6 separate regions of the Mus musculus genome follow, and regions 2, 3, 4, 5 and 6 are each linked to region 1. Evidence: chromatin contacts called from public ChIA-PET, HiChIP or PLAC-seq and promoter capture Hi-C data. All regions are on one chromosome and are shown on one strand. Each heading gives the region's core, a stretch centred on a gene start, on an enhancer-like site or on the middle of the called end of the contact. The rest is flanking DNA. Distances are from core to core; before and after follow the strand shown. Region 1 holds the start of Ptma (prothymosin alpha). Region 2 holds the start of Efhd1 (EF hand domain containing 1). Region 3 has its middle 7.1 kb from the start of Prss56. Region 4 holds the start of Itm2c (integral membrane protein 2C). Region 5 holds the start of Gpr55 (G protein-coupled receptor 55). Region 6 overlaps Dis3l2 (DIS3 like 3'-5' exoribonuclease 2).

The links. ChIA-PET counts read pairs in DNA pulled down with a chosen protein or histone mark. HiChIP or PLAC-seq counts read pairs in DNA pulled down with a chosen protein or histone mark. Capture Hi-C pulls out chosen DNA fragments and counts their contacts.
Region 2: a promoter capture Hi-C map of pancreatic islet shows a contact between it and region 1. The contact joins the promoter of Efhd1 here to the promoter of Ptma in region 1. A contact is called at or near these places in 2 of 115 datasets of contacts at active chromatin or transcription factors (astrocytes and pancreatic cancer cells) and 1 of 9 other capture datasets (pancreatic islet).
Region 3: a FOXA1 HiChIP or PLAC-seq map of pancreatic cancer cells shows a contact between it and region 1. The contact joins the enhancer-like site here to the promoter of Ptma in region 1. A contact is called at or near these places in 2 of 484 Hi-C or Micro-C datasets (cortical neurons and pro-B cells) and 7 of 115 datasets of contacts at active chromatin or transcription factors (the NIH/3T3 cell line, astrocytes, embryonic forebrain and 4 more).
Region 4: an RNA polymerase II ChIA-PET map of memory CD8 T cells shows a contact between it and region 1, with 24 read pairs. The contact joins the promoter of Itm2c here to the promoter of Ptma in region 1. A contact is called at or near these places in 1 of 39 promoter capture datasets (cranial neural crest) and 1 of 115 datasets of contacts at active chromatin or transcription factors (memory CD8 T cells).
Region 5: a contact with region 1 is called in an RNA polymerase II ChIA-PET map of memory CD8 T cells, with 33 read pairs. The contact joins the promoter of Gpr55 here to the promoter of Ptma in region 1.
Region 6: a contact with region 1 is called in an HNF4G HiChIP or PLAC-seq map of pancreatic cancer cells. The contact joins the enhancer-like site here to the promoter of Ptma in region 1. A contact is called at or near these places in 5 of 39 promoter capture datasets (the 3T3-L1 cell line, frontonasal cranial neural crest, hippocampal neurons and 2 more), 1 of 15 datasets of contacts at CTCF or cohesin (the NIH/3T3 cell line) and 2 of 115 datasets of contacts at active chromatin or transcription factors (pancreatic cancer cells and stem cell-derived neural progenitor cells).

What each region holds. Positions count from the first base shown.
Region 1 is chr1:86,524,765-86,529,322 of GRCm38.p6, reverse strand. Ptma (prothymosin alpha) reads right to left here and starts at 2,766. Exons shown (of 5, transcript NM_008972.3): 1 at 2,373-2,766; 2 at 79-150. The coding sequence starts at 2,417.
Region 2 is chr1:87,262,351-87,266,908 of GRCm38.p6, reverse strand. It overlaps Efhd1 (EF hand domain containing 1), which reads right to left and starts at 2,556. Exons shown (of 4, transcript NM_028889.3): 1 at 2,155-2,556. The coding sequence starts at 2,459.
Region 3 is chr1:87,173,901-87,178,458 of GRCm38.p6, reverse strand. No RefSeq gene overlaps it. Among named protein-coding and RNA genes, the nearest start is that of Prss56, 7.1 kb to the left of the region's middle. Within about 2 kb of position 2,323, at least 124 of the 459 cell types and tissues checked have an H3K27ac peak or open chromatin away from gene starts, as enhancers often do. A contact at or near this core is called in the NIH/3T3 cell line and pancreatic cancer cells, where this site is marked.
Region 4 is chr1:85,892,301-85,896,858 of GRCm38.p6, reverse strand. Itm2c (integral membrane protein 2C) reads right to left here and starts at 2,349. Exons shown (of 6, transcript NM_022417.3): 1 at 2,070-2,349. The coding sequence starts at 2,195.
Region 5 is chr1:85,958,965-85,963,522 of GRCm38.p6, reverse strand. Gpr55 (G protein-coupled receptor 55) reads left to right here and starts at 2,468. Exons shown (of 2, transcript NM_001033290.2): 1 at 2,468-2,688. All of the region lies in intron 1 of Gm41905 (a long non-coding RNA gene), which reads right to left.
Region 6 is chr1:87,049,282-87,053,839 of GRCm38.p6, reverse strand. Dis3l2 (DIS3 like 3'-5' exoribonuclease 2) reads right to left here. Exons shown (of 21, transcript NM_153530.2): 21 at 3,743-4,217. The coding sequence ends at 4,095. Among named protein-coding and RNA genes, the nearest start is that of Gm28375, 16 kb to the left of the region's middle. Within about 2 kb of position 2,264, at least 23 of the 459 cell types and tissues checked have an H3K27ac peak or open chromatin away from gene starts, as enhancers often do. A contact at or near this core is called in pancreatic cancer cells, where this site is marked.

The DNA.
Region 1 (4,558 bases), core at 1,517-4,016:
GTCCAACATCCTGAACTAAGCTGAAAATTTAAAAAAGTATAAACTGGGAACACAAGCCCCAGCTACTTGGACACTCACAGCGTTCCCATTGGCAGGTGCATCTCTTCCATTCTCTGCCTCCTCCACAACTTCCTTCTTCTCCTTCAAGTCCTTTAGAAGGAAGAGGAAACCCGTTAGTCTTCAGAACAATAGAGGGCCACCCATCAGCCAAAGTGCTGAAAACTAGACAAAGCTGGTCCACAGGACCAATCTGAGTCACTGGCTACTTGGCCACCCTAGGGTAATGTCAGCATGGACCATAGTAGGTACTCAAGGCCTGTAGTCCAAATCCTATGCTTTCCATCTTCTAGATACATTGAAAACAAGGCAGACTCATGTGTCGACTCAACGCACTCCTCTACCATATGGCATCATAGCCACAAACCCGCCAGGCCAGGCAGACAAGCTCGGGAACTGTAGCCCTTACCTGCACGCCCTTTGCCGCCGGTTTCCAGCTAGAGGGAGCTCCACCCCTCAGAAACCCTTCTTGGAAGGCAGTGGCTGTGTGCCTTAAATAAATAAGGTAGAAGGGAGGAGCCAGTCGACGGTCATTCGCTCAGGAATGGATGGGAGAGTCTGGATGGGGATCGGAAAGCGCCTGGGCATGCAGAAACACCCCCTTCAAGTCACACCAGCCATGCTTGGTACTAGGGACCTCCTGGCCTCCACAGCCCAAAGGAAATAAACTAGCACTCTGGGCCCTGCGGCTTCGGGGCCGGACCACTGGGTAACTTTTCCCACTACGACGGCTGAACGGTCGGCTCGGTCGGGGCCCAGGAACATGGTCCAGCTAATTCCGCCGGTGCACCGCTGGGTTACCTGCCGGCAATGGTGGGTTCGCGCCCACCGGAGGCCTGCCTAGGACCCCACTGCACCCGCTTCCGCCCCCTGGCGGCCGAAGCCCGGGGGAGTGAGTGGGGGCGGGGTGGCAGCGGTGCGCAGGCGCATAGCTCACCCAGCGAACTACGCGCGCGAGCCTCTTGCACGCACCGCGCGCAAAGAGCACGTGGCCCGGGGCGCCAAGTGCGCCCTGTGCCCTGGAGACCCGAGGTCCGCTTTCATCCAGGGGAGCGGAGTCACCCACTGGAGAAAGCCCGCTCCGTGCTGCCCCCTGGGGTCCTGCCTGTGAGGGGCAACACGCGGCTTCCGGCTCCGATTTTGGCGCCAAGCTCTCGCGGTAGGTCACCAGGGACTCGGAGCTCCTCGGCTCCGACCCTCGAGACCTTCGGGGGGGGCGCTCCCTAGGAGCGCTGGACCTCGCGGGAATTCACCTGAGACTCCCGCCGAGGGCGGAGGTGGGACCATGCTTGCTACAAAGTGTTACAGCGGTGGCGGGCATCGCTCCAGAGCGCGCTCTGCACGGGGTCGCACCAGCCGAGGGAGATGGCGAGCCACGGGAGTTTAAAGAAACAAGGCGACTGGGACTGAGTCCCCACTGCGGGACAAGCGGGGTGCGAACATCGAGGTGTTTGAAAGCAACGAGTCCGAACCGAACACGGCTGAGGGTGGAGAAGACTCCACCGGGAGGGCGAGCCCCTGCCTCAGGACCCCAGCCAGGACCGCGGTGCTGCGCGGGCTTCTAGACCGCCACGGCACCACCGCAGCTGGGGAGCCGTGGGGGGGCGTCCAGCCGCTCCGCAGCTTCACTTTCTATTTCCTCCCCCTCTCGCGTGGGCTCGCCGCCCGGGCCCAACCCCGTCAGCAATGACTGACCCTGCGACGAGGTCCGCCGCCGCGGGGACAAACACGACCACCCGCGTTCACCCGTGGCTGCGGACCAGACCCTTAGGTGTCGCGGTCAGAATCCCCCCAGCGCAGCACGCCGCCCCATCCGCGTCATCCCGGATAACCGGTGGCCGGCCCGCTATAGGGCGCGAACCCGGGCGCCTAACAAAGAGCGACTCGGCCGCGGGCGCCCTCAGCTCGCCGGCGCCGCACACGCGCCCCCCACACTTCCGACTGCGGACGCGCCGGAGTTTCAAAGTTATTTCCGTGCGCCGCGGCCCCGCGACCCCGGCCCCGAGAGCGCTCAAACCATTCGCAAACAAGTTTCGAGAATCCGCGTCTCGGCCCTCCCCGTTTGCGTCCGAGTTCCGAGGCGACCCCAGGCCATCGGCCAGCTCCCGACGGCGGCACCAATGCCCGCGCCGCTTCGCGCCCCCTCCCCCGCACACAAAGAGTGTTGCCCGGGGCCATCGCGCCGCTGGAGGGTGGCGGGGTCGCCTGGAAAAGCGTTTGCGTGATGCTTTCCTGAAAGCCCGCAACCACGCGCCCCAACGCCGCCCGGGCGACGGCGCGCAGACCCCGAGGGGGCGGGCGGCGTCCAGCCTCACCTTGGTGGTGATCTCGGAGCTGGTATCCACTGCCGCGTCTGACATGGTGGGGCACGCCGGTGGTCCGATGCCGCGAGTGAGGGAATTAAAAGTCGAGTTCGAGGACTCTGGCGAGAGAGCTGCCGGAGTCCGCGCTGGAGGAGGCGGTGGGCGGCGAAGGTGGCTGCAGCGAGCGCGGAGCACGACCCAGGAACAATGCAAAGATGGCTTTTCGGAGCAGCCAGTGGGGGACTCACGCGGCGCCAGAAGCTTTAATATAGATTAGTGGGCGGTGCTCAGCCACCCTAGTCCCGGCGCTATTGGCTGAGCGCAGGGAGCGGGCGTCCTCTCATTGGCTCGATTCCGAACAATGGGCAAGTGAGCTTAAAGCGGCAGTGCCTCGGCTTGGCGCGCGCTGCGCAGTCCCCCGCCGCACTGTCATTCAGAGTGTTGAATTTTGTTGGGTCTCGCCACGCCGGAGGGGGGTCGCGCGCGTGCGCGCTCCCGCAGCTGTTTTGCTAAGGCCTCTGACGCAGAAAGCTAAAGCGCGGCAAAGCTGCCCGCCCAGCCCCGGTCCTCCCCCTCCCTCGCGACTGCTCGGAAGAAGGAGGGGGAGGGAGGGAGGAGGGGGAGCGGGAGCACTGCCCGCCAGGGGGAGGGGGAGGGGAAGGCGAGCGATGGGCGGCGCTTGCCCCGGGCGGTGTCCCGCGTGGTTCCCGCGCCCGGGACCTGCCCGCACCGAAGAGCAAGTTGTCCCAGTTCAAGTGAACATCAGTCCACACAACGGGGTGACTGTGACTCGCACCTTCCGCCCCGTCCTCCTTTCCCTCCGCCTCGATGACACTAGTGATCCCCACCGCCCACCACTGTCCCGCCGTCCAGGGTCAGCTCCGGAGTGGGCCTCGCGCCCTGCACACTTGGGGGGACTCATGCGAAAGTCCCGGTGTCCTCGAGCGAGACAGGCCTGGGGCCTCACGCCACAAGGCGGTGTCGCGCCTCAGGGCTCTCTGGTCAGCGTCTGCTGTAAGAGGTCACTGCCGTCGCGACAGCTCTTAACATCATCCAGAGCCCCGCCCGGCCATCGAGTTTACCCCTCTCCCCTAACATTTTGCAGGCTCCAGTGGGCATATGAACAGTGTGCAACTGGGAGAAACTTGTCTCCCCGGCCATTAGGACTAGTCCTTGAAGGGGTTCCTTCAAACTTGAGCCATTTACGGTACCACGCGGAGCCTGAGAAAAGAAAAACCATAAAGACGCCACACTCAAGATGGCGTTGGACTCGGCAAGCGTGGCGTGACGTGGCGACTCGGCTCACGCGAACAACTTCAAAATACTATATTACTCCATTTTTAGCGCTGTCTCACTTGGCTGTCGAACTAAGGAATTTGCCCTGTGAGAAGAGCGACCAGAATGGCTATAAACGGGTTCGGAGAAACGACTTCGCCACACTCAAGATGGCGGCAGATAGCGTCCGACTGTGTGTCGCCAGGAGGGGGCGCCCGACACGGAAGGCGGGACTTGGGAGAAACCCGCACACACTGGCTGAGAGTGGCGGGCGAACACAAAGTTGACGCTTTGCGCCCTGCCATTGGTCATTCCTGCTGTCTGTCTCCTGGGGGCCGTGGAATCGGGAGTGAGGAAAACCCGGAGTCTTGAATCGGGGAGGGTGAATGGGTGCCAAGTCCCTTAGAGCTTTGAGGTCGAGGCGAGGAGACTGAACTGCCCTTATGGCTCACCCCCGGCGTTTGGGCCCATCCTCACCCGGAGGCCCCTATGCGGAGCTTGAGGAGAGGAGAGGAACGTGCAGTGTCGGGAAACTGTTGCAGTTGGACCCAGGGTCGGCCCGCGAGCCGCACGTGGCCGGCCCGCATCCCCGCGCGCACGTGCCAGTCCCGCCACCAGCCGCTTGGGCCTGTGTGAGCTTTTCCTTTAAGGAGAAAGCCTTGCCGCCGCCCTTTGGCCTGCGCTCACTCCCGTTGTCCAGCGGTTGCTCCTGTCCTGGCAGCCCCTGGCAAGGGAGGGTGTGAAGGCCCCCGGGGTCTCGCTCTTCTCGGAGCACACTAATGGCCGGAGACGGTTATCGCGCCCCAGCGCCCTAGGTTGCACAAACTGCCTGAGTCCGAACTGCCCCACCCCCGCCAGCGGGCTTTACTGTGATGAGGATATGGAGCTTAAACAGGGAAGGGCCTTTGAGCTGCAGCTGCCCA
Region 2 (4,558 bases), core at 1,307-3,806, 740 kb before region 1:
CAGCGTGGTCTACAGAGGGAGACTCAGTAGGGGAGTGGGTATTGTAGACCAGGACCTAGGCAGCCTCAGCTACATAGTAACATTGTGGCTGGCTTGTCCTATATAAGCTACCTCAAGAAACCAGAAAGGGAGGGAGTGGAGGGGAGAGAGACAAGATAGGAAACTGTGACTGTGTATAGTCACCTGTGGCCGGATCCAGCCACACCTGAAGCAGGCTCTGGGCTTTGTTTTAGAAGTCGGTCACTTCCCTTTGTTCCTGTGGTTTTATTGCAGGTGACAAAGGCTCTAACCTAGACTTCAGATGGGCAGCTTAGCTTTGTAGAAACACCCGCACAGTTTGGGCTGTCAGCTCTCCCAGAACCACAGGTTGCACTCTGCCCTCCTCCTTAGCTTGATGCCGCCAGTGCCAACACTACTTGGCTCCAAAGACCTCTCGAAGGGATAAATCGTACTCCTCTTACACAGCAGACTAACAAACTTAACCTTCCAAATGGGAGCTTCCCAGTAAAACCTGAAAGAAGCTAAAGAGGCAACAGAGCAAGGTGGAGGGAGTGATACACAGGTGAACATCCGGGCCAGAGCAGCCATTCCTACAGAATATAAAACCCAAAGAAAACCACGGGGGCGGGGGGGGGGCAGGATATGTCAAACCACGGTGCCTTCCCTGGCTTTTCCACCATCACCCCAGTCTCATTCTCTACTCCCAACCCTACCTTCCTTAGCTGCCCAAACTGCACCCAGAGAAAACAGTGGCTGGGAGCAGGGTACTGAGAAAACAAACTGCCAGAGAGGCAGCAAGTATTGAGGTGCTCTGCAGACCTCGGGAGTAGTGGAAGCAGTGATCGCCATAGTGCCTTTAAATAGAACCTCCTTGGTGAGGGCAAACACATTCCAAGCACTTTAAAGACGCCCAAGCATGACCTGGCCACTTTTCCGGTCCCGGCCGAATTCTGGAAATAATATTAATAGCTTAGTGAGGCGTTTTCGGTGTACAGACTACTTCGTGGCCTTAAAAGGCAAAGGAGGGGTCAGTGAGACAGCTTAGCTGGTAAAAGCACTTGCTACCAGGTCTTATCACCTGAGTTTGATCCCAACCCCTGCGTGGTGGAGGGAGAGAACTGATTCTCACAACGTGTCCTCTGACCTCCACGAATGTGCCATGACACTTCCTCATGCATACACACTCACCGTAAATAAATACATGCGGTTTTTCGTTCTGTTTTGTTTTGAGACAATGTCACTATGCAGCCATGGCTGGCCTCGGATTCAGAGATTACCTCTGCTTCCCAAAACCAAATGTTGGGATTAGACGAGAATGTCACCACATCTCGCTTAGAAAGAAAAGTAACGGGGGAGGGAGGGGAAAAAGCAGCAAGAGTCATTACTGCTTTCCCTCTTCAAGTGGGGAAATGAGGCCAAAGAGACCTCTCACGTGACAGGCCACCTACTGGGTCTTTGCATGACCTCCTCTTCTGAGGGGTGATGAGGCTCCAGCAGCACCCTAGTGACTAGTGGCAGGCACCAGTTCCCAGCCAGAGGCATCTGCCATTCACCGGTTAGAAGAGTAACTGACTAGGCGACGCTCCCAGGAGGCTCCTGCGCCAGCCACTCCCCCCACCCCTCACCCCCCGCCCGCCCGCACTGGTCTAGGGACGCCTATGTGTCTTTCGAGTTTAAAGCAACCTTGTTCTCAGCCTTCCTTCATTTCTCGCATCCCTTACTGAAGACGTGTGTCAACTGTTTCCTTTGTTTTATAAGATAAAAGACAATCCAGCTAATTTCTCCCTTGAGGGATAAAATTAAGGCTGGCAGGTGAGGTGCGCCCCGGGCTCGCTTCCTAGAAGTTGCTCCGGGAGCAAATCTCTGGATCTGTGGGTGGAGGAGGGTGCGGGACCCGCCCTGGGGAGTAGGAGACTCAGGGAGGGGGCTTTTGAGTAGGACCCTCTGAGCTCCGCCGGGGTCAGATCCCCAGCCTGACGAGGTTCCCCATGGCGCGCAATGAACTTGATGCGCACGATCTGGCTGCACTTGGCCAGATGCTCAGTGCACTCCTGAACGCCTGCACCTCCTTCCTCACTGTCCCACTCGCTGCGCGGCCACCCCGTGCCCTGTCTCGGATCCCCCGTTCTTCGGGGGCGCAGGACGAGCGCTCACGTTTTGAACATCTTCTCCAGATCCTTCAGGAGGCGGCGGCTGAACTCCGGGAACTCGGTGTAGGGATTGAAGACCTTAGAGCGGCCCGGCCGCGCTGTACCCTGGTGGATGTCCAGCCTGCGGCTCAGCTTGAGGTTCAGTTCGGAGTCCGCGCTGGCTGTGGGCGCCCGGGCAGGCGGTTCAGGCTCCGGGTGCCCGGCTGGGGCATCGCAGGGTGCAGGCTGGGGGTCGCCCTGGTCGGTCTCTGCCCGCACCTCAAGTCTCAACCGGCGCTGCAGCTTGCAGGCCAGCTCCTCGCTGGACATGATGGCGGGTTGTGGTGATGGAACTGAGGTTCGCGATCCGGTACGGGGACAGAGAGTTGTGCGCTCTTTGCGGGCTCGTGGCTTTCTGACGCTCGGTGGAATCGCTCGGGGCCCGGCGGTTGAAAAGAACCGTGGGTAGGCGGGGCGGGCGGGGCGGAGCTGCGGCTTTAAGGAGGCGCGGGTGCAGTAGGACTATCTACTGGACAGGGGACAAGGGAGTGTCTGCGCGTCCTAGGGGTCGCGTTTGCCTAAACCTCTCATAAGCTGAGACTTGATGCTAATCCGTCCCCCAGTCCAGACATGGACCCTGAAATCAACTCTTGCTCTTGCCGCCAGAATCCGCCCTTTGGGAACTGGTGATCCCCAGGGAATTGGTTGCAAACACTGGGGAGTTAAGTCTGGCAACCGTTCAGGCAGTTCCATTCTCTTCCAAAGCGCTCCAACCAGGGAGCTCGCGGCCTAGGACCCTCTGAGATGGGAGAATTAAGCGTGCCTGGTAACACACCCACGTGTGTAGCGAGCAGTCGTCGCCCTAAGGCCCTGGAGTAGGAGATGCTCCTGGCAGTACGAAGGTGCCTTTCATATACCATTGAAATGTTTCCACAACAATCTAAAAATACTAGACATAAATAAAGTGAGAAAAATCTCCTGATTCCCGGGAAAAAAAAAGGGGGGGGGTTGTCTTGTTAAGGGACCAAATGTGGCAAGTATCTTGGCTGTATGGCTTTTTTTTTGTTTGTTTTGTTTTTTTAATGTGAGAGCCACCACTGCGGAGAGTGGGGTTAGAAAAGGCTTGAAAATAAGGCAACTTTTGAAACAGGAGATTGAAGTAAAAACAAGTAGAGCCGCCGTCATTCTCCCTAAGGAAGGATGTGGTGCAAATGAGGGTTCCCTCAGCCAAACATGGAGAAGCAGCTGTAAACACAATAGTGGCTGCACTGGGGACCAGCTTTGCTCCACTTGTTTTGGGCCACAGACTGGGGAGTGTGTGTGATGAGCCCGGTGGTGTGCACCGCTGAAAGGCATGAGTTGGTTGCCTGCACATCTTAGGGGGCCACAGGGAAAAATCAGAGCCATTGCGTGCTCTCATGAAAACGTAATTCGATTAGAATTCGAATAGCTGGGTGTTGGGGTACACGCCTATAACTCCAGCACTCAGAAGGCTTAGACAAGAGAATTCCAGGGTAGGAAGCCAGCCTGGGGTTCACAGCAAGACCCGCTGCTTCGCTGCTTCGGAACAAAGCAAACAAGAAATTAACACAAGAAATTAACGGGGGAAGGGTTAGGGGGAAGGGGGAGCTGGGGGGGGGAGCTCAGAGGGCTTAGCATAAAAGAGGCATAAAAGAGTTCAATCCCTAGCATCCACAAAGTAAAACACACCTTTTAAAAAGTGGTTCAAGAAAATAAGTCATTAAAAATAAAGGTACTTTTGGTGTGCATGGTGGCTCATATAAGCCTGTGATTCTACTTGGAAGGTTGGGGCAGGACTCCGACTCTAGCAGCTTGGACTGTATGTCTATATTTACACAGTAAGACCCTCTGCCTCAAAGATCAAACATCAAATAAAACAGTTATAAGGGGAGGGGGTAACCATGAGGGGTGAAGCTCAGTAGCAGCCCTTCAAAAACATGGGTTCAAGTTTTAAGGTGGTGTGTACGTGTGTGTGTGTGTGTGTGTGTGTGTGTGTGTGTGTGTGTGTGTGTTTCTAAAGCCATAGGGAAAAGTATGTTGTGTGACAAAACTTTTCCTGAGGAGACAAAACACACTCATCTACTCTTCCTAGATGGGGAGCCCTCAACAGACCAGGTATCACCAAAGTCCAACTTGGCAAACCAACCAGTTTTACTGGGGTCACTTACAGGAACAGAAATGACTCGAAGACAGCTGCATCACCAAAGCCCACCCCAGTGTGAGTGACAGCTCACAAAGCTGGGGACCTGGAGCACACTGCACAGCCGGTAGGGGCTCAACAGATTGGGTAGAGTTCATTCCAAGCTGGTTTCTGTTTCTTCCAGGCAGCCGGGTCTGGTCTGAGTCCTCTCTGCAGCTTTTCTCCTCTGAGAGTCGTCTTTGCAGCTCAGCATGTCTGAGTCTTGGTG
Region 3 (4,558 bases), core at 1,074-3,573, 650 kb before region 1:
CTCTAAACTTCTATCTGCATCAATACAAAATGAGATTTCTGAGAATGGCCATTCATTAATATTAATAATGCTTGATTTCTTTCTTTCTTTTATTTATTTTCTTTAAAGACAGAGTGCCACTGTGCAACTCAGGCCAGCCTCAAACTCCAGGTCTTCTAGCTGACTCCCATATGCTGGAAGGACTACAGGAGTGTAATACCATGTTGTCCAGCATATAGCGTGATCCAGTACCCAGTGTTATCCAGAACCCAGCATCATCCGGCACATAGCACCCAGGGTCTTCACCTGGGAGCTGAGACTCATTCTTACTTTATTTTAAAACTTCTTCCTTGTACTTCCCTGCATTGCTGGGGGATAGGAGTAGTCTTTAAAACCAGCAGGCAGCATGTGGCCAGTACAAGGCATCAAGTGTGTGTGTGTGTGTGTGTGTGTGTGGTCTGTGTGTTTTTAAAGTATGAGAGGTAGAAATCTTCTCAATGATATAGTGTTTGTTGATGTATTATTTCATCCTCAAATATTTATTAGTGTCAAGTGCTGACCAGACAAAGGCAGTTCCATGAAACTCAAGGTAGTATAATGCACCAACCCTTCCCCACAACTGTTTAAGGCCGGTGTCATCCCTAGAAGAGAAGACAGCAAATCTGATTGTGCCTGCTCCTAAAGCCCTCTCTGGCCTCTGCAGGGGTTTCCTGGGGCACTTACACAAGGGTAGAAGGTTCTAGAAAGGAAGGGTTGGTGCCCGGGCTCCGCCTCCTCCTCAGTAATGAATCTGGCAGAAAGGAAGTGGGTATCACATGGAGAGTTAGGGGGGCTGCAGCGGCACCTGGGGAGATGGAGAGTTAGGGGGGCTGCAGTGGCACCTGGGGAGATGGAGAGTTAGGGGGGCTGCAGTGGCACCTGGGGAGATGGAGAGTTAGGGACCTGCAGTGGCACCTGGGGCCAGGGCCTGAAAATGGCAGGCAGTATACTGAGGACTAGGGTCCTGAAGGGAAGTTGAAGAGAGAACCCAGGGCTGCCAGGTTTCTTCAGTGTCTCATGGGAATCTTGTCCCCGGATTCCAGAGTAGGAGAGAATGACAGAGCATGGGGACTGCTGGTCTGGGACTCCTGGGAGTGTGTGTGTGGGACCCAGACATCCCTCCTGTTGTTTTCAGTTTCTATGCATGGAGCTGGAGAGGCTACATACATACATGCATGCATACATACATACATACATACATACATACATACATACATACACACATACATACATATCAGAGGCCCCTCTGCAGGCCACACCCAGTTTTTGCTTAGCATCAGGCCCTGCCCCTAAGGACCAAGAGATGTGGGTATCCAGGGTATGGACTAGAGTTGAGGGACAACACACAAAGCCAACAAATCCCTAGAGGCAATGAGAGAGCAAGGCTGGAAAGGATGTGCTCTTGCTCTTGTCTGCTGCAGCCAGTGTGCTTGTGTGCGTGCACACACACACACACACACACACACACACACACACACACACTTACTGGGTAATGGCTTTGGGACAGCAGGAACTATCTGCAGCATTAGAGGCAGCCCTGGTAGGTGGGGCAACCTGAGAGATGGGGGCTGTTGCTGCTTAGTCTTGGTCTTGGGACTCCCACAGAAAGAGATAGATGCTTGTAGATTAGGACCTACCTGGAACTGAAGGAATCTGGAGTGTGGGAGGGGGCTACAGAGGGCTGGGTGAGGGAGTGCCGCTCTAGCCCCCTGCCTCTTCTGTTTCAGGGTCTGTAAATGGGCAGATAACTGGGGGGAACTGACTCAGGACCTGGTAGCCTAGCTCCTGCTTGACCTTGGGCTGTTTCTCCACAGCCACAGGGTGCAACATCCAGTGACTAGAAAGAGGCAGAGGGAGATGAAGAGGCACAAGAGGACCCAGAAAGATGAACTGGGGTGGCAGGCTTGCATTACTTGGTTAATCCCTCTAGGGTGGGCCTGGCAGTGTTGAGGGGTAGTGCTCAGAGGAGGGCCTGGGTCAGGAAAATAGATCCCCCCCCATCCCTGCCTGTTATCTCCCAAATCTGGATCTTGAAGCGTCAAGCTGAGGGTTGAGACTGCAGTTTCCTTTCTGCCCCCAGTTCTTTAGTCATCTGGGAAAAGATGACGGAGTAGAACCTTTGGGTCATCAAGTCCACGTTGGGTAGGGCTGGTCCCTGGGTCCCTGGTGTTCTGCTCCCGGGCCTGGCTAGGCCTAGCATCTTCCTTGAGGGCTCTTAGCTTCTGAGTCATGCCCATTACCCTGACAATAAAGCCAGGCAGCGTGACTCCGGCAGCAGCCCGGCAGCAGCGGAGCGTCCTGCCCACCTGCAGGCACACCCAGATTGCATTTACTGAAATAAATTGCTGGAGAATATAAATCCTGTGCGCATGATTAATGGGAGGCAGGGAGGGAGGCTGGCAGCCGCCATGAGGAGGAGCCCCTGGGAACAGAGTGACACTCCAGGCACAGAGCCAACACAGATGCAGGGCCTCCCTCCCGGAAGGGGATCTAGCAACTGTGCTTCCAACCGCTAGGGTCACTGTGGAGCACTACAAGAGACCCTGTACAGGGGAGCTGGCCCTAAGACTAAAGCCAGCCCCGGCCTGGCTCACCATCAAGGATGCAGAGGAGCCCACCATGGGAACAGCTTGGAGCTGGAATAGATCTCCTGCCTATTGGGGGGTCCTGAATGCCTGTGTGTGGAAGGGGGTAGTAAAGAGAAGGTCTCAGGGAGAGGTAAGAGGGCATCAAGGATCTGGTCAGCTGTTAAGTCTATCAGCAAACCTCTTAAGGTCCCTCCAACCTCAGGCCCCACATCTGTTCAGTGAAGTTAAGCCCAGACCTCCGTACGTCACTAGAGGTTCAACAGTGTCCCCTATGCAAAATCCCCATGAAGTTGCTGGCCACATAGGCCACCATCTCAGACAGCAAATGTCGGGATTGCACATCTGTACCACCATATCCAACTTTTTTTTAAAAAGCACTTTCTGCATATTTATTTATTTATTTATTTATTTATTGTATGTAAGTACACTGTCTTCAGACACCCCAGGAGGGGGCGTCAGATCTCATTATGGATGGTTGTGAGCCACCATGTGGTTGCTGGGATTTGAACTCAGGACCTTCGGAAGAGTGGTCAGTACTCTTAACGGCTGAGCCATCTCTCCAGCCCCCACCACACCCAGCTTACAAATATTTTAAAAAACAAACAAACAAACAAACAAACCTACATTTTAAAGGGCTGGATAAATGGCTGAGTGCATAACCATAACTGCCTCCAAGCCCAAGCACCAGACTTCAATCCCTGAGCTCTACATGGTCAAAGGAAAGAATTGACATCTGCAACTTGTCCTCTGCCCTGTACACACTTAAGTTCACAGATAAAAGCAAAAGCCAACAAAACAAACACAACTAAAAATGTAACTTTTTTTTTTTTTTAAATTCGGGAGCTGTTTGTCCCGGATGGTTTCCAGGTGGAATCTCTACTCAAGATTAAGAAAGCCAGGAGTCCTGGTCTGCAGAGACTGTTCTCTTTGCAGGCTCTGACCTCCAGCCCGGGTGGCCCAGGCCTAAGCATTAACGCATCTTATGAGTCTGAACGAAGAGAGCATGGGAACAGTTGGTCCATGGAAGCCTGGGATGGGCTGAGGCTCAGCAGCTGTGGCCATGACCAGAACGGACCAAACCAGACCCTGACCAGCAGTGATCTTTGTGCTTGCCAAGAGGCTGAGACTTCCGCAGATAGGGGACTCAGGGAAAGAGTGGAAACCTGGCCTGACAGGCTCAGTGGTGGGACCTTCGCCACACTGTAGCCCACTCCGCTGTGGAAGCCTGGCGGCGGGCCTGGAACCACTGGGTAGGAGAAGGAAAGGGTCGCCCTGAGGGGCTCAGGGACCCTGGGTTGCTCAGAGGCTTTGATCCTCCCGCCACAGACCTTCCTCCTGTAGGCGGCCGTAGGGGGATTTGTAGGCGCGGGGCGCCTCCTGGTGGCTCTTTGTGAGAGATGCAGACCTATAACGAGGGCTTGGGAAATCCTGTGCCTTAAGGCACACAGAACGGGAGGTGGGAGGTGGGGTGCGTTTCAGAAGCCCCTCCTTCAATGCCACCTCCCCTTCAGGAGACTCCTTCAGACCTACGCAGCAGAAGGGGGCATCTTCTCTGTTTTGAGACCTGGGACTCCTTTTCTGCGCTCCAGTACCCCAACACTGGACTTTATCCCCAAATCACCCTCTTCCGGGTCAAGTGTAGCTCTGCGGGGGTGGAGGGCAGCTTGCTGAGTTGTAGGAGACATTTTCTGGTTTTCCTCTGTCTCGGGGAGTATTGAGGCTAACAGTTACGCACCACCACATTCGTTTTATGAGGAACCGGAGAACCCAGGGCTTTGAGCATGCTGGCAACCACTCTGCCCATTGAGATGCATCCTCAATCCTGGCACGATGCCTTGTTCAACAAGTCTTAAGGGCTGTGACTATGTGACATCAGAGGACTGCACCAAATAGGTTGCACCCAGGAAGCTGGGATATGCTGGGCTGGGGCAACAGGCAGTACGGATCAATAG
Region 4 (4,558 bases), core at 1,100-3,599, 630 kb after region 1:
GCCACCGTCAAACATTCTGCCTATTCAGAAATGGCTACCGAGAAGGGGTAGGGATGTGAATAGTGGTGAAAAAGTATCCTCACGGGGACTAAAAAAAATTATATAAACAGCTATTTCAGGGATGCAGGCAAGCAGCCACCCCCACCCCCAAACTATGAAGGAAAGCTCTTTTCAACAGAAGAAGAGATTGAAGGTTGAGCACTTGGCCCACGAAGACAGACATTGGTCTTTAGAGGGCTGTTGCTGGGGAAGTTTTGCTTGCATAATAAAACCTCTTTTGTTTCTGGGGCACCTCTCGTCCCCTCTGATCTCTTCTACTACACAAAAATCAATTGCCTGGTCCTTTGAGGCTCATAGTCTCTGTCTGGTTTCTTCGTTATTAGTATGTGTTTTGTGTTAATCTGTATACTGTCACATTATTGCCTAGACTTATATAACCAAGTCTTCCAAGGCTAATGAGAAAAATTATAATTTCTTCACCCTTGGGCTCAGCCCTCCTATCCGACACCATCCATCAGCCAGCTGCCCTAGTGTGTGCCCTGTCAACGTTGACTCTGCTGGGACTTCCTTCTTAAGGGGGCGATAATGATATTCCTGAGTTGTTCAAGTTAGTCCTTCCGGCTCCTTAGATCACCCTTAGACCCATGGCTTTAGGCAGCTGGGTTCCAGTTCTATATCTTCACTGGGTACCAACAGACAATCTGCCACTTATCAGTTCCTGGGCCCCCATATCCAGACTAAGAAGAAGAGAGGAGGGACCTTCTTGGAAGTAATAAGGAAACTTAACCCCAGGGCAAACTTTTCAAACTGCAAAACAAAGTCAAGTATGGGGTGTCCCTCTCCACCTAGGCTTCAGACACCCTTCAACCCCCCCCACCTGGTTGGCCAATGAATTCTTGTTGGTGTCTGAATTGCTCGGTGCTGTAGTGACTAGAACAGAGCTGCCTGAGTCCCTGGCATCACCGTTTCTGCTCAGACTGGCCCACTGCATGACCCCCTCTTCCAGATCATTCCCCACGAGTTCCTCATATATGCCCAGGCAAAGGCAGAATCAGAGCTTCAAAACTTGATCCGGGAGGAGGAAGTGGAAGGGGCTTTTTTAGGTTCGGTCTGGATCGAAAGGCCCGGCTTGGTGCGCCCCAGGACCGCTGGGGGGCGTGTGACAGTGGCCATGAAAACACCCTTACTGAAGCAAAATGAAACTCGGCTGGGTCCGCTTTTCCGTCACCAGTCCTTCCAGTCAGTGACTGCCACGAGTCCTCCCCGACACACTCCACATAGCATAGTTTTCCATGGCGGAAATGACCTGGATCCCCTCAGCCAGGGGAAGGCGGGGCACACCAAGGCCAGTCCACACAAAGCCAACTGAGTGACTATAGGGATGTCTAGGGCACTGGGGCAGTAAGGAGCCCACTCAGCAGATGGTAACAACGTAGCTGGAAGCCAGAGAAGGAGCTAAGAAGTAGGGCCCGCAGGTGTGAAATGGGAGAAGGCTCATCACTGACTTAGGTCTGCCAGTTCCAACAGTAACCTCCACCCACCACAGACCCCATTTGAGGACCAAAACAATGGCACCTCCCTTTCGTTACTAACCAGAGATTCCCCAACCAAATTCCCCAACCAATCAGGCCTCATCACCTCCCCCCTTCCCGGCCCCGCTTTGGGGGAAACTACGTTCAACCCTCCTCCCCTCCCCCACTCGGGGACTGGCTTCCCGGCCCCTGCCCCTTGATTGGAACCAGACGCAAACCTTCACCAACATTCCCCAAACTTTCATGGGTCCGCCACCTTCCCTTATCTTGGAACTTCGCGCCCAGAAGCCCCCACTTTTGGAAAAGACCCTGTGTGCGTTCCCACTTAAGGACCAGTTCTGCTTTCGACTACCGCTGTGGGGAAGGTCCTGAGACCCTTTCCCAGATGCGGATGGAGCAGCCTTTTCAGACCTCTCATCCCGCTTCCGCTCGTGACTCTGAGGTACCGCTGGTCGTGGCGGCCACTGGGGAATGCCTAGGTCCCTCGATGACCCCCCACCCCCGCCCCGCCCCCATCTGAGACCCGGAGCCTCTCACCCTCGCCGGCGTCAGCAGGATCTCCGCGGCCGGGGCAGATGCCGAGGCCGGACCAGACGCCGCTGCTTTGTCCGCTTTATCAGCCTTGATGCCCGCTACCGCGGGCTGGAAACTGATCTTCACCATGGCTGCGTTGACCTGCGCCTGCTCCCTGCAGCCCCTGCCAGTGCAACCTCGATCGCAATGCCTGCTTCTTGCTGCGCCGCAGGCACCGGAAGTTTGGATGGCTCCGGAGTCCTCGCCTCTGTCCCCGCCCCGAACGCGTCCCGCCCCGCCTTCCAAGGAAGGACCTGACGCCTGCGCCGAACTGCACCGGGCAGCACTGTAGCTGAAGAATGCTGAGATTTCCTTCCACCTCTTGCTTATATTCATTCATTCAGTCGTCGCGCAAGAGCTTGGACCCCTTCCTTCTCCCTGCCCATGACTAGCATCCTCACATGTAGTTTAACACGACGTTGCCTGGCAACGTGCTTCTAACAAACTGCATCTCCCTCCTCCTCGATATCTTTGATTATGTTGAGAGAAGACGCAGAGTAACTAACTGTTCTAAGCTTTCCTCCTCCAACATGTGTTAGGCTGGAAAGGGGCATCAACTCCAGACGCCTAACTGCTTGCCTCTATCCTGAATTCTAAATCCATCCCCACCGCCTTCATTCTCCACCATGCATCTTTCTCTATCCTTCATCCTGCAAAACCTTCAGGGAGTGGAGGTGGGTAACTTGAGGTGCATAAGACCTACAATACCTTGCAGGAGTGGAATCGTGACTGGAAAATATGACAAGAATTACGGGGGGCTGGGCCAGAGGTTTTGGGTTCCAGTCAGGACTCTGCTCCTGCAGTGTATCACCGGGTATTAGGAAGAAGCCAAGATTTATGTTGCAGGGCCATCTCTTGACAACAAAGTCCTAGATCTCTCCTCGCTGTTCCCAATCCAGGCTGTGATAGCACCGAGCCTGCCGTGCTTGGCGTCAGTTCTACAAAGGTGCTGGTAATGGGGGCCGAGCATTCTGCTGGCGTATTGAGGACAGTCCAGTAGGCTCTGCTGCCCTCTCCTACCTGTCACGGCTTGGACAGAGTTGCCTTAGGCACTAGACCATTGTATCTCGGTTTAGATCTTGTATGAACCAGGCAGTCCAGGAGATACATAGCTTAAGGCAGTAGAATATAAATGGTAAAATGTATAATGGTAAAAGATGTAAATGGTGCGAAGGCCACTGGCACTGCAGGAATTGAGAGAATAGAGAGATGCATTACATGCAGGAAAGGCAAATCCATTACCAGAGTAGATGCTTACTTTGGTAAGGACTAAGCACTACCCTTTCTATGAAAGAAGCGGTCCAATGTAGGTGACCTGCCACCAGGGTGCTGGCTGGCCAACTCAGGGAATGGTGGCCAGTGACGGTCACTGCTGGTGTGGCAGATCTGGCACTCAGCTGCAGCTGTTACCAGATCACTTCAATGAGTGGAAGTCCATATTGCCAGTCCAGGTATAGTTTCCATCTCTATCGGCATGGCCGCTTGTTCATAGGCCCATTGGACAATGACAGGGATGGCTGGGGAAAGAGGCTGACTGTCCACAGAACGGGCCATCTGTCTACTGGAATACTGGACTCCTCCCCTGCTGAAGTCACCTTTTGATGAGCACTACATAGTACACAGGCATGTCACATCCTCTTGCACGCGCCGGACTCGACCAGCAAGAACGACACTGCAACAGGATCTTTCTGCACACATTTATTGGGAGAGCTTGATTGCAGAGGTGAAGAGACCCCAAGCCCAGAACTGGTGCTGCTTATATAGGCCTAGAAGAGGCGTGTCTCACACACGGATTGGTTATGCACTAAGCCTCATTTGCATGTTCCTCATCTGATTGGCTACTCTCTCTCTCTCTCTGTACCTCACAGAGCCTCATTATCATACCTCATTTGCATGTCTCACATCTGATTGGTTATACTCTCAAAGCCTCATTATCATGTCCGGGCCAGGCAGTGTCTTTGCAAAAAACTTTACTGCATATGTACACATTGGTTGTTTGTCCAAACTTATGCATGGTGGCCAGCAGTAGTCAGTGCCACTCTGCAATGGCACATGTGGCTTCCCACAACATCCTTTGCCTTTCTGTAGAGATCTAACCACATACTTCTTCCCCAGATGTTTTTTTCTCACTAATTTTCCATCATGCACTTCTCAGATCCCTCACTGTCCAGACAATCCATTGGCTACAGCCCATGAGCCAGTGAACAAGCACATATCTGGACATTTCTCTTCCCAAACAAAACGTACAACCTAGTGCGCTGCCTGAAGTCCTGCCCGCTATGACGATTTCCCTTCCCTGATGTCTTCTGGGCTGTCCCAGAAAGAGGCTGTGATGATGCAGCTGGTCACTCCTAGAGTCTGCTTTGTGGAGAATCCTCAGTAAACAAGACCCTACTCTTCTCTCCAGTCTGCCACAGGCACCACTGTAATTTGAGTAAGTTCGCACTAGTGAA
Region 5 (4,558 bases), core at 1,219-3,718, 570 kb after region 1:
TTAAATGAGCCATCTTTCCAGCCTCCCCTCCTCTCCCCTCCCCTGATCCCTTTCTCTCTGGCAGGGTCTCATGCAGTCCAGGCTGGTCTCAAATCTGTTAGTAGCCAAGGCTGACTTTGACCACTTATTCTTTTTCCTTCTACTTCCCGAGTGCTAGGATTCCAGGCTTGTACCACCACACTTGGCAGGATTCTGCCCTTTGTTAAAGGTCAGTAGTTTTCCATTTCCTGTTTGAGCTGTATTTTCTTATCTACTTATCTGTTGATGGACACCTAGGTGGACTCCATGTCTACATTGTGACTAGTGCTGCATTGAACACAGATGCATATAAGCACATACTCTCTCTCTCTCTCTCTCTCTCTCTCTCTCTCTCTCTCTCTCACACACACACACACACACACACACACCTCTTTGTTGCAGTAACTCCATTTCCTTCATCTTACAACCTAGCAGAGTGCTTGGTTTCTTAAGGGGCCATTGTAGGCAACTGAACTTCAGAGTGTGAATTGTGAAACCCACGGGGTTGCTCATCAGCCCTGCCTCCTGGGGCTTGGGAAGGATTCAGTACAGGCTGTTGCTGACAGATACAGATCTGGACTCTCAGGCACCATTACCTGAGATGATCCAAACCCCAGCCCTGCATCTCTTGCATGGATGATGCACATCTAAGGATCTTGTCACCTGAGCTCTCTGCCTCAGGTTCCTTCACTATAAATGAAGCCACTTGTAAGTGTTCCTGTCCTAGATGGTGTGGAGAATTAACTGACTTCCACACCCCCCAAAGTCACAGCCTATTGGCTAATCCCTAGGACATATAAAGTGGTGGGGGAAATGTCACCCTCAATGACATCTCCTTAAGCAGTCAAGGTAACTTAGTAATGCTAAGATTAAAGATGAAGATTAAATAATTAGAGTAGTGTGTGATTGGGAAGATACTTGATGACATCAGAGAGAGCAGAAGTGGGCACATCTGGGATGGGAAGCAAGTACTAGCATACTGAACCCACATTAGAGGCAGAGAACCTTCCCCATAACCCTGGCCGTCCAGTTCTTGGTATTGGAGAAGAATTTCTACTCTCCACCTCAAGATTTAAAAAAGCCAAGATTGTGTTAAAGATAGCCAAGAAGGAAGTGAATAATTGAGTTCCTATATCCTTGGAGGGTTTGCTAGCATTGTGTGGGGGGACACTTGGTCCCCAGATGGTGGCACTATTTTTGGATGTGGAGCTTAGGTAGAGGAAGTGGCGTCCTGTGATGACGTGCCTTTGAAGGTTGTATGGCAGCCTGGGTCACTTCCTCTCTCTGCCTTCTGTCCACGGTGAGGTGAAAAGCTTATGCCAGGCAGTCCCACTGTCATGATATTTATTCTGTCTCATGGTCCAGAAACATAGAGACAAGTGCTTTTGGACTGGGCCATCTGAGGGTGAGCCCAAGTCAATCTTCTTTTCACCAAAGATGCTTCTTGGTATTTGCTTACAGTAAAGCTAACTAAGACTGAAGATATTCTCATTGTTAAAAAGCCCAGGAAATAAAACCTTTGTGAGAGCAAAAATATAAGATATTGTAGCAGAATCAGTGATTACCATGCAACAGAGCCAAGGGAAAAATGTCCATGCATAGAGGAGGGGTAGGAAGGGATGGAGGGAGAAGGCTCACAGTGACCAAAGATAGAAACTTAGCACTGAAGCATGGAGGAGCATGGCTCTGAAGAGCGTGTGGAAAGAGGACAAGGTCTGCTCTAGGCACCAGAAACATAAAGAGAAATCTATCTTTTGAAGGGGCTCACTAGCCTCCCCATCCTCCATGTCCATAAGAAATAAACAAGAATGACTAGGCTAGCTGGGCATGGTGACACATGCCCTTAATCCCAGCCCTTGGGAAGCTGAGACAGATAGATCTCTGTGAGTTCAATGTCAGGCTGGTCTAAAGAGCCAGTTCCAGGTCAGCCAGGGCTATACAGAGACTCTGTATTAAAAATAGATAGATAGATAGATAGATAGATAGATAGATAGATAGATAGATAGATGATAGATAGATAGATAGATAGATAGATAGATAGATAGATAGATAGATGAAAGAAAAACTACAATTAAATTTCCTTTAAAAATGAGTTGGTGGCTGTGTCTTTGGGCAATGTTAAGGGGATCAGGGATGGCATCAGAGATGAGAAAATGTGCTGGATTTAGACAGAGGCGGAGTCACTGGTTCAGTCCAGGATTCTTCTCTTCCACTTCAAGTCAGACCTCCCTCAGCTCCAGTAGAAACCGAAGAAGATGAAGCCAGTGGTGTTAATGCAGGAGCCTGAATGCAGGAGGCCACCACAGTGACACAAGAGCAGGCAGGTCTCACACAGATGTCTAGAACTTCCTCCTTCTTTGAGCTCTCAGTCAACTTTCCAGGAAGGGAGAGGAGAGGCGGGGCATTCTAAGCGGCTGCTGTCCCTGCCTTGACATGAACTATCCAACACTTTGCTCTCTGTAAGCCGCTCATGTGACTGCTCTCAAGGTGGCCAGGCATCTTCAGTCTCCGTTGGTGGAGAATGTGGTCCACCTAGAGGGCAGGAAAGGGGACTTCTCTTGGAGACTTCAAGGCTGGGACTCATTGGTACTCCTAAGCTGTCTGACCACTCATGGGAACCATCTGGGCTTGGGGACAGAAGTGTGACCAAATCTGGGATTTGGAGCAGAGGTGAGACGTGTAGCTACTGTGTGGATGTAAAGGGTCCTTCCCCCACCTTCTCCCCTTGCTTCTCCTTCCCTAGTTTATCCTGCCTTCCCTTTGCTGCTGAGCTCCCTCCTAGGGCAGGTACCCTGCTACTCAGGATGATGCTGTTATCAATCCCAGCCTTTTCCCTCCCTCAGACACAAGCTCTAAAGGAGACAATGGCAGACTGACATATATCCATGGGGAGGAAGAGTCTGAATCTTTAGCTGAGTTGCTGGGTGTTGTTTATCTGTCCTCTCACTCCATCTGGTTTTGAGAAAGTTTCTACTGTCCGTCTTGGACAGACAGTAGACAAGCTGCAGAACAGGGAACCAGCAAGCACTTATTGATCAAATGAACTTCTGACCCCAGGTTATCGATGAGGAAGTTGACTAGGAGGAATTACAGAGACTTGTCAAAGGGGTGGGGCCACTCTCTCTGTTTGCTGGGCTTTCTTAGGAATCAGGGTGCCACTGGTGACCCTATGACTTTCTCTCAGTCACCCCATTCCCACTTCCTGTCCCAATTCCTTCTCAGCATGGCTGTTTCTCTTTCTCCGACCTTCCTTCTGCCCCTGTATCCAGCCCCCACGCTGCCCCATCCACTGAGTTGATCTGGGTTTAGAGATGAGGTAAAGGAACATCCAAGGTTTCCTTTTTATTGGTCAGCTTCCAATATGATGTTCCTGTTCAGTGTGTTTGTTCAAGGTGACCTTTGAGCAGCTCCTACTCCTGGCTGACTGGCTTTGAGCCTCTGCTCTTGTTGCTTGCAATCCTTAGACTTCAGCTACACAGAGGCAACCCACCCCTGTCTTCAGAGACAGTCCCCACTCCTGTCCCCAGAGACACCTCTATGTTTGGTCTTTCTGAATGTCAAGCAACCCTTGTGTGTGAGAAGACCTCTTAAGCTATTCTTTGTACCTCTGGCCTCTCTCTGCTCCCTGCCTCCCTGCCTGGCCCCGCTTAGGGTTAGCCTCTAAGCCTACACCCCTTAGGTTAATCCTTACCCCTTAGGTGAAACCCCTGCTGGGGCAAGTCTATCCCTCTGAATAGGTGCTGGGCCTTGATGGCTGAAGGGGTGAATGGAGTAGTGTCAGGAGAGGATGTGGTAGTGGAGAAACTCTTAGGTAAGCAGTCAGAAGAGCTTGCTTTGCGCCCGAGAAGGAACTGCTTCCTGGAGCTCTCTTGATGCCTGGTGCACTTGATGAAGTTGGAGGTATGTGCTCCAGTATCATCTCTTTAGAACCCCTTTGAAAGGAGGCAGGGAGCCAGCCCAGCTGTCAAAGCTTCTAGCTTGCTCTTAAGGAAGAGAGGGTAGGACGGATCAAGGCAGTGATCCCAGGCTTAGGAAACTCCCAAGAAACTTTTTTATTTATGCTTTTTCTGGTTTCAAAGGGAGCTAGAGAGAGAGGGCTCTGAACCATGGGCAGGTCTTTGCCTGCCTGCTACAGAGATAGATATTCTATCTTTCCAGGTTTTAGAGAGCACTTGGGGGAGGTGGGACAGTGATTGTTTACATAGCTTTACGAAATGTCTTCCTGTGTGTTTTTGACTCATGACCAAGCATTTTAAGCATTTAAAGAGCAAGCAACAGCAAGGCATATTCTTGAGAAACAATATATGAAGGAGGACGGTACACACCCATAATCCCATCTGTATGGTGAACCTGAGAGCAGCCTGGGGTACCTGAGAGCTTGCTCCCCAACCTGTCCCCCGTGCACAAAGAAAAAGAAAGTAGCAAAGACCAAAGGTGTGTGAGCCCCCTTTGAGTAGCAGCAGGACGGTGTAGACCCTTTGCTGGGTTTCCAGCCCCATGCTCTGGGTAACATGGCGGGTATGGGACACCTGTGTGTCTC
Region 6 (4,558 bases), core at 1,015-3,514, 530 kb before region 1:
TGAGGGTTGAACACTATTAAATACCATTACAGTTAATGGTGGGCGTTTACTCTAATTACCTCTTTAATGTTTATTTTTCCTTTCTGACAGTCTTGCTACATAGTATATCTACATAGTCTTGTACGTAGTCTGATTAGTATTTACTGTGTAACCCAGATTGGCCTCCAATGCATGGCAACCCTCCTGCCTCAGGCTCCCAAATGCTGAGATTTCAGGTGTGAGCTGCCATGCTCAGATATTTTTTTTTTCAAATAAGTTAAGATGTTGTGAGCCAGGGGGATTTAACTGTAACTATATCCTTCTCTGGAACCTTGGATGTTTAAGGATATTAGCCAAGCAGCCAGCTGGATGGCCTTCATGGGAGCTTAGATACTTTGAACACTCCAAAGACGCCTTATGGACATTACATAGCAACCACAGTTGGCTGCTCTTGCTATGAGCCCTGGGACTGAACCCGTGTTGGCAGGTTTAGCACCTGGTACCTTTACTGGCTGGGCTACATCACCAGCCCTTTCTTTGGTGTCTAGCCATCTAGTCCTTGTTTTTCCATGGCTCTCATTTCCTTGAAAATGTCAGTGATAACTTCATTTTCTCTGTGTGATCTGTTTTCTCCATAGGACCTATTTTCCTTTTAAAAGGAAGTTTCCCTGGTTATCTTTATTTACAGATAGGACTCACAAAGTGACTAGAAGCCCAAGTACCCTAGGGACTTGGCAGGCTGATTCCCCATGAGAAGCCTGGCTGGGATCTCACTGGGGAAACTCTGCTGCCAAGTTTGTATTTCATGTGGGGACAGGAGGGCCCCGGAGAAGATGTTTTCAATCTCCTGCCTGGCTGCTGAAGGCCTGAGGGCTGACTGGATCCTGCAGCAGCCCTCTGCTGCATCTCATGGGGTCCTATCACAGGAGATTCTACCAGGCCTGGTGACTCTCCGATGATCGCTCTCTTGCCTGCTGGTGTGGGAAGAGGTCAGTTTATTTACTACAGTGGCAACACTGACTTCTGTAGCCATCCTTCTCCACCCCCAGCCCAGAGCAGCCCAGCCTTGTTGGATGCTGTGCAGTACTGCAGCTCGGTGCTTCAGCATTCTTTGTGGATGGCCTCGTACCTGCCTTTCTCCAGTCTAACAGGGACTGCTGGCTCACTCTCAGCTACCAGGGTAACGTCCTCCTTTATTTTCCCATTTCCCCTCACAATGGATCCCTGAACACAAGCTCATTGGTGCCTTTGCTGGTCTTGGGGAGGTAGTGAGAGTGGATGTTTTGTATCCTTCAGAAACTGATAATCAATAACCTTCACAGAGGGAGATCTGGCTCCAGGCTCCTAGCTCCCATTGACTGCAATACCCTCTTCTGGAGCCCCACTCTGCCCACATGGCCTCTTCTAAGGTTCTTGAACTGCCCTGCATGCTCTCTTCTCATGGTCCAGCTGTTCTACACTTGGTCCCTCTTTCCATCTCACTGAGTCACCAGTGCCCTATGGCTCAGCCCTCTCTCCTTCACAGGCCTGCCCCATTCCCAGCAGGAGCCACTGCAGGTCTCTGCTGCTCCCACTGTGCCTATGCTGCCTCAGTTTTGGGACACCACCCACCCCAGGATTTTGGATATTTTTTTTCTCCTCTCAGGCCTTCCTCCTCTCACCTGGACTGCCCTCACTGGCTGCTTTAGTGGCTAGCTGGCATGGTGGTGCAGTGGGTATCCTCACTGGCTGTTGCGGTATGCATCTGGGATGCCTCTGCCTGGCACCAGCTCCCTCTTACCATACCTCCAGTGTGCTGTGCTCCAGCTTCCGGTGGACTGCCATCCTGGGCCCACTGAAGTCCTTTCCAAGGCTCTTTGCTAAGTAGGACTGTGCAGGGTGTCAGCCTCTCTCCCCAGGAGGGCAGGTTACAACCATTAATTAATACTTAACTTTCTCATCCATGCTGGACCCACAACCTGCTCCATTTTCCCCTGGGAACATACTGCCTGCTTCTGAGCTTTTTGAGACCCCAATCAGAGTGAGATTGTGTCTGTCTTCCTTCCATGTGAACCTGACAGGCCACTGAGGAAAAGCCAGTGAGCTGCTCTGTGCCCTGTGCTTTAGCCTATAGTGCAGGCAGGTGTCTTGGATAGCTGATGAGTGAGTACTTCGTTTATTTCTTGTCATCTCTTCTGCCAGCAGTGCCCTTAGTGTTCGGTGCCAACTGCCACACTGAGTGGTGTGTGGACACACGTTCTATCAGTTCTCTGACTCAGTGCTGGGTGAACAAACACAAAGAGAAGTGACTCAGCTGGTGCTGTGGGAAGATGACAGAGCCACTGGGAGGCAACAGAGGACAGGTGGCTCAAGTCCTGGCCAGGGCGGCCTGGCTGCACCACCTCAGATGGAGACCTGAGACTTCCATTTGTCAGACAGGTTAGGGCAACCCAGGACTGCTATGGCTCAGAGTTCTCAGTAACATGATGTCCAACCTGAGGGTGGAGCAAGCCTGTTATAGAAGTTTCTAGTCCAGTGCCTGCCTCCTAAGCACGTTCACTCTGCAAAAACTTTCCTTACTGACTGGTAAGCTGTTCCTCACGAGGGTTGGGGAGGCCGTGTCTCAGCCACCTCTGTGTCTTGAGAGAACCCAGTACTCGAGCCACAGCTTCCTTAAGGATTCTGAAGGAGGCAGTGAAAGGAGGTCTTGGAAGCCCGGGTTTGGCCCAGCAGAGAAGCTAGCTCCTCCTCAGATTTGTGGGATGAGCCTTTAGTCTAGAGATCCAGGATTGGCAAAGCACCAGAGTCTTCTTTACCCAGATACTAAACCACCATCCATCACTGCTCTGCCTATCCAGATATGCTGGTCTGGGAATGGGAGCAGAAGGGAGACCTAAGGGGTGGGAGGACAGGCAGCTGAAGGCTGTGTGAGGCTGACAAGGAGCCCAGGGCAGGTGGGGCGTGTCTGTGGCTCTCCTCAGACAACAGCCCATCCTAGGGCTGTGATATCCTTGCAGCTGTGCCAGTCACTCACTGCAAGGAACCTGCCAGGGGACTCCACAGAATCTTTTTTGAAGAAAATCACCATAACCATATCAGATGGGTCTGTTAATCCTGATGCCACAGGGAACAGCACTGGGGAACAGGGCCTTGGTTGCTTTGGTTTTCATCCTAGATTCTAGTTGCTTTTGAAGCCAATTCATACTATTCCAGTCTGGTGAAAGGAGGATACACTGTGCCCAGTTCCCTAGGGAAGAGGCTGCCCAGTGCTCAGAAGGGTAGGAATTGCTAGTACTTGGGATGCTAAGCAGGTGGCTGGGTCAGGTAGGATCTGTTTTGAAGTCCTCCTGCCCTCTGGAAGGTCTGCCTTTACCTTTTAGGGTACATGTTTGAAACTGCAGGTATTGAGGTACCTACTCATAGCATAGCTGTGAACAGGGCTCCTGGGAGCTTTGGCCTATGATATATAAGAAGAGAGGTGGTAGTCCCACCTCCCCACATCCCATGGGCTGGCAACAGAGAGGAAGGGCGGGGAGGGAGGGCCACAGCCACATGCACAGGGTGACTGGCAGCTCCCTACTGTGCATACTAATTACATTTTTAATCAGCTAGAAGGAGGCTGCAGCATCAATCTGCCACACATGGCTCGTGAATCACCCTGGAGCTGGCAGGAAGGTCCTGAGCTGATGACCCCAGCTCAGCTGTGAGGTGGATTCTAGGGAGCCCCTTGCCCTCGGTGACAGGCCACCCAGCTGCCATGCTTGCCCATGGCATCTACACAGACAGCAATTCACACTTGATTTTATTCCATGACACTGATTTGCTGAAACCCCCCATTTCCTGGGCAGGGAAGGGCAGTGGGTCGCCTGGTAGAAGCGGGGCTGCCTGCCCAGGAGGACTGGGATCCTCTCTGCTCAGGGAAGCACAGGCCAGGCCTCAGCATCCCCTGCCCTGACCCCTAACCTTCCAGTTCATTTAAAAACTGAGCTGCAAAAGTAAAATAAAAGGAAAAATAAAAATAAAAACAAACCCCTGAGTTGTTAAAAACCAAATTAAAAATCCCCTTTGGTGTCAAAAGGTCCTATTCCTAAAAGCCAGCAGGGTAGGGCAGGCACAGGCCTGGCTTGGGCTAGCATTCAGTCCTCAGGCTCCTCATCAGACGCCTTCTCCAGGCCTGGTCGCTTCAGGATAGCACTGTACTTGAGGGCTGTGGCCTCTGCCTGCAGGACCACATCCACCAGGCTGAAGATGGTGATGACCTGTAGCAGAGCCAGGAACAGGAGAGGACAGGGCAGGTGAGGGCCTGCAATCAAAGCCAACTGACCACTGAGGCTCACTTAACTTCCCGAGCCTCTATCGCCTATCTGTAAATGGGATTCATTGGGTCTGGGGAAAACCAGTAGGCTAAATGGCACTATGTAGACATTTGTTATTCAGTGACCATTCACGAGGAGCAAGAAAACAGGCTGGGCCGGGCCGAGCTGGGCTGGGCCAGCCTTTGGAACAAGAGGGATAAAAGAAGCTTTTATCAGCTTCTCAAAATTTCTGAAAAGTTCTGTTCAGGGGAGAGGAATAGCACCTATCTACCTATAGAGCAGCA